Linked DNA regions of Columba livia: region 2 is linked to region 1. A link is a contact called in public Hi-C data. All regions are on one chromosome and are shown on one strand. Each heading gives the region's core, a stretch centred on a gene start, on an enhancer-like site or on the middle of the called end of the contact. The rest is flanking DNA. Distances are from core to core; before and after follow the strand shown.

What was found. A called contact is a pair of places that touch in the nucleus more often than the background predicts.
Region 2: a contact with region 1 is called in a Hi-C map of crop, with 1.9 times the contacts expected there. The contact joins the enhancer-like site here to the promoter of LOC102089808 in region 1. A contact is called at or near these places in 2 of 2 Hi-C or Micro-C datasets (crop and liver).

Annotation. Positions count from the first base shown.
Region 1 is chr1:16,322,898-16,325,629 of bColLiv1.pat.W.v2, reverse strand. It overlaps LOC102089808 (interstitial collagenase), which reads left to right and starts at 1,296. Exons shown (of 11, transcript XM_065047074.1): 1 at 1,296-2,732. LOC102089618 (stromelysin-1) reads left to right here. Exons shown (of 10, transcript XM_065046899.1): 10 at 797-1,145. The coding sequence ends at 897.
Region 2 is chr1:16,427,148-16,429,847 of bColLiv1.pat.W.v2, reverse strand. It overlaps DCUN1D5 (defective in cullin neddylation 1 domain containing 5), which reads left to right. Exons shown (of 8, transcript XM_065047521.1): 8 at 1-2,700. Among named protein-coding and RNA genes, the nearest start is that of DCUN1D5, 16 kb to the left of the region's middle. Within about 2 kb of position 1,382, at least 1 of the 3 cell types and tissues checked has an H3K27ac peak away from gene starts, as active enhancers do.

The DNA.
Region 1 (2,732 bases), core at 47-2,546:
ACTTCTCCTGCATGAAGGAGAATGTTACTTAGAGAGAGAGATGCTGGAATAAATGTAAGGCTCCATCCATAGTAGCAAATGGCACAGCTTCCCAGTTATCTCCTGGTCCCTCATCTGCTAATTACCAAAACCCATGCATGTTAGTTGCTCCTTAGCAAATCTAGCAACTTCCTCCAAAATGAGTCTTATATGTGGACCTGGGGACCCTTAACTGCAGCCATCACTCCCGGAGGTCAATGTGGACATGACTGTCCCAGGCTGGATCTCTCCTTCCCTGCACCGGTACCTGGTGGCACCCCAACAAACTCATACCTGCTTGCACCTTTCCATGCTCTGTGCACACTCCAGGCTGTGCAACACCTACCCACAGGCAGCCAGAAATACGCCCTCCTGGATGGAGGACAGTTGATGTGTCATGTTGTACTACGCAGGGACAGGAGTTGGACTCGAGGACCCTTGTGGGTCCCTTCCATCTCAGGACATTCTATGATTCTATGGCTTAAACATGGTCATTGCCTCACAGCAAGTATTTTAAACTGCAGAAACACTCAGGAAAACATTTTTGCAAGGAGTGCATCAGGGGATTCATTAAGTATATTATGAAGTCTGTGCATGGCTGGTTTGCTATGGGAGGTGTCCCCATGCTGCTATGCACCATTGTGTAGAGGTTACACCTGGGAGAAGATGTTGTTTGCAGTGTAAGTGTATTCAGAGTTTTTCTGAGCTCTTTCCAGAAGTTGTTAGAGAATATTAGTTTTTACACCTGCAATAAAATAATTTATTTTTTTTTCCCTAGACTTTTTTTATTTCTTCTGTGGAAGAAAGCAATTTGAGTTTGATCCTGATAAGAAGAGAGTTACACGCCTCCTAAAGACAAACTTCTGGTTTCCATGTTAAGAAAACTAAATCTGTAACGGTGTGGGAAAAAATGTAGTGTTATTGCACTAGAAACAGGTTTTCTTTTATAAATATATGGAATGTATAGGTACGTCAACATTAGCCAGCAAACCTCAGCCCCTGCACAATCTGTGTTTCTGTACATAACAGAATAATATTTAACATACTGTTGTGTATGTATGTACATAATTAACATCAAGACTGCTAGTTTACCAAAGAAGAATGCAGTATTTACTTTTGATCCAAAATTGTGTCTTGTTTGGTTGGTTGGTTTTTTTTAACACAATCTTCACTCTTCATGTTGTACATCACCCTACACAGAGCCCTACCAGCCAGGAGTCCATAAGGAAGAGCATTTCAGACTAGACATTAGGAGGAAATTTTTTATAATGAGGGTGGAAAAATACAGGAACAGGTTACCCAGAGAGATGGTAGATGCCCTATCCCTGGAGACATCCCAGGCCAGGCTGGACGGGGCTCTGAGCAACCTGATCTAGTTGAAGATGTCTCTGCTCATGGCAGGGCGGTTGGACTAGATGACCTTCAAAGGTTCCCTTCCAACCCAAACTATTTCATGATTCTACGATTTCTGTTCCTAGAACAACTGGGATTGCTTTCGACAAGTTTCAGATATTTCAAAGTTAAGCAAGTAGGCTAATCAAAACTATCATTCATAATTGCAGACAGACAGGAGCTCCAAAGAACAATCTCTCCCAGCCTGAGGTGGGTGGCTGGGGATGGGAATATTCCTTTTCATTACTGGCTGGAGAGGCAGCATGCTTGAGCAGTCCCTGTTAGACACTGATTATAAAAGGCTAAGTTTAAGTGTGATGAATACTACCCTAAGATATTTATTGATATAGGTGTGATTAAAGGCTCATCTTTAAAGGAGCAGAGGAGAGCCCCAGTCATCCCTGACCTGCTTCCGTTCCTCTCCATGCTCCCAGGGAAGCCCCCATGGTCTGGGGGACACCCATCACCATGTGTCAAGAGTAGAGGGTCCCCACCATCTCACAGGCTGAGGGGTCACTGCCAGAGACACAAGGGGAAGAGATTTGAGGATTTTATAAAACTTACTATAGCATCTTTGAAGGGGACTGTGGGAATGTACAAAATTTATTATGGGATGATTAGGGGAAAACCAAAGGCGAGGAAATGGAAGGATCAAAGGAAGGAACAGTTCTGGGAAAATAAACAGATAAGAGGATTAATGGGGCTGATTACGTGACAATAGGCTGCAGGTCAGTGTGCTGCTTAGGCCATGCCCTGGACATTTGGTTCTGTCTTCTCAGTAAATCCTGTCTTATGTGTGGGTGAGCTCTTTCAACATGCATTTGAGTGAAATTCAAGATGGACTGGGTGAGTAGGTTAAGAGATCTGAGTACCGGCAGCTGGAGCATGGCTGCCAGCTGCAGGGACTCGTATGTAACTAGGGATACAGGATGTGTGGGGGCATCTACTGTTTGTGTTTCTATGTCAATGTTTCACCAGTGGACGAATGTGAAGAGGAGGAACAGATGTGGCCTCCAGTTCCTTTTGTATTTGTGCAAGTGCTCCATGTTTTCTGTCTGCGATGATCTCTTTGATGATCGAGTTGGAGGCCTGTATCTAGTGGAGTGCCTCAGGGGTCAGTACTGGGACCAGTACTATTCAATATATTTGTCAGCGACTTGGATGAGGATTGCACTGTCAGCAAGTTTGCTGATGACACCAAGCTGGGAGGAGTGGCTGACACGCCAGAAGGCTGTGCTGCCATCCAGCGAGACCTGGACAGGCTGGAGAGTTGAGCAGGGAAAAATTTAACGAAATACAACAAGGGCAAGTGTAGAGCCTTA
Region 2 (2,700 bases), core at 133-2,632, 100 kb before region 1:
AAGATTCAGATTTGTGACAAAGGCCTAAAAGTGAAGAATGTCCCTTGAATGTGAGTGTGGTGTCTATTTTTAAACCAAATCTTTAGATTATCTTTCTCAGAAGTGCTCTTTGCTATGGATTTTTGAAGACCTTAAAAATGCTTAACTGGCACTGTTGCTTGCTGATGATATGATTGTGTGACAAACATGAGAAAGAATGACTGATTTTTGAAGCCCTGGGTGGGAGTGTGCTAATTTGTATATTAAGTATTGGACATGGGTTGTGCCCCAGTTTTCAGCTCCTTGTGGAGATAAAGCCCTTAAACTGTTATTTTTCTCTTTTTGGTTCAGTACGCACCCAGTGGCATGGCATTTAGTGGCAGGCCCTTTTAAAGAAGAAAGGTGTAGAGCGTATGGCTCTGTGTGCAGAATGAAAACTGATTGCCTGTGCTTCAGATGATGAACAACAGATACTCTGGTACAGTGAGGCAGCTTCAAATTTTTACTACAGTTTAGACTTCAGATTGCTTTGTATAAAAAGTGCAATTTATATTTTAAAAGGGAAAGCCGGAAAGACTTGGTTTCAGGCTTTGCTTCTTATATGTTTTAGACTGGAAGCATTCACAACACGACTTTTTATCTCCCTGTATGCTTTTCATAATGTAAGTCAAAAAGAGATTATTCAGTCACCTACCTTTGGCCTGTATATAACAGGCTATATTAACATGTACCTTGTTACTCATGTATTGAGTCCAACAACTACTGCAATTGCCCTTTCAGGCTCTCAGTACTTACAGCAACCTTTGAATACAGTAGAAGTTTGTCACTCTGCCTTCCTGTCCAGGAGCCCACATGCTGCCCTTGAAAAGTCAAGGAGTTGTGATGAGTAAATGTGAGAAACTGAAACAGAATGAGACAATGGAGCATTTGTAACTTCTACTTGATTATGTAAATGCATTATGTAGACTGTGATGATGCCATGAGACTCCAGTCGATGATCAAGGCCTCATTGTGCCAAATATTTCAACAGCTTGAAATAAGAATAGACAATGTAAGTTAGGCATGACTTGAAGATCTTTGCCTCAGGGAAATGACTTCTGTTTTGCACATCATTTAGTCAGACTAACAAGCATAAGTTTTCCTGTCCCTAAGGAATACTTTATTCTCAAGACTTTTTTTTTTTTTTTTTTTACAGGGAAGGGTTAAAAAAAAAGTTGTGAGGAAAAATTAAATAATAATAAGAGGGACAAACTAGTAGTGTGTACCTGTGCTCTTGTTCTACTAAAGAGGACCACGCTTGCAGGTTACCTGCTTGCTTTGAGCTGCAGGAAGCAAGGCAGTGGTGGCCCAGGGGCTGTTCTGCAAGTCATCTGGTAGTGCAGTTGAATCTTCGCTCAGTTCCGCCCAGGTGAAAAAAAGCATTGGGGGCGGGAGTGGGAGGGAAGTTGAGATATTTAGAAGATCTCTGCTTGGCCTCATGTAGGCTACAGCAGTTCTCTTCAATATGTTTCAAGCTGTCCATTTGCATTGCTGATTATTCAGATTTCACTCACAACAGAGTGCCTTTCATTTGGAAATTGCCCTACCCCACAGAAAGTTAGTGCCAGAATGAGATTAACTTGGAGAGTCCCAAGATCTCCTGCTAGACTAAGGTCCTAAGATGCACAGATAAACATGCACCAATGAGCTTATGTCAAGGGAAGTACTGCTGTGTACTAAATCTCTGCAGGGGCACTGATACTGAAACGACTTTCTCAAATTGACTACAGTTGCTCTCCTTGCTTAGTATGTTTAGTCCCCATTATCACTGAGAAATTTTCTTTGCAAAAGTTTTGAAATACTGGTTAGAAGATGAATATTTTATAGTGTGATTAAAAAAAAGATCATATTTTTTAGGTAACTGCAAACTGTTGTGAATTCAATATAAACCAGTTGGTCCTAGAGGATGGTATTAGAGTCTCACAGTAGGAGTGATGCATCTACCAATCCGAGGTGGTCAAGTACTTACGGTTAAGGTCTAAGACACAATGTGATGTATCATTTGTATCTCTGTTAAGGTTTTATCAGTATTCCTATAATAAATCCATGTTTCAGGGATTTATAACTTGGTTGTGTGTGTGGTGGAAAATCATCAGTTACTGTAAAACTTTGACTGGGAATGAATGTATTTAAACTACTTAAAATCAATATAGTTTTTCAAATTTGAAATAGGATTTTAAGTTATGTTTTTGTGCTCAAAACTGCAATCAGATTTATTGTTTAAATGTGAACTAATGGCTTGTACAGTTTCATTGTGAGCTGATCACTTTTATTAGCTATCCTCAATTAAATCACCTTGCAGCTTACTGTGGATAAGTGCCAAAAGCTGTTTATTTATTTTATTTTTTGAAATTTTGTGCATGTCCACAAGCCAAAACTGAGTTCATCTAGATGCTTTCTTTAGTCTTTGAATTTTAATTTTGCTTTGCTCAGGTGCATTTCAGTCTATTGAATTAAAAATGTGACACCTTATTTTTCAGTATTCTAAGATGAAAGTTCACAGGTGAAATATGCTGCCACAGTTGTGACAAATAATAAAATTGAAGGTGAAATGTCTTCCAAAACTAAATCATAGTGGTGTCTATCTTGATGTTACAAACTTCACTTAAATCTCACTTCCATTTCTTGATGTTAATTCTTCTTAACATGACTAGCATTTTCTAGTTTTCTTAGGTGACTAAC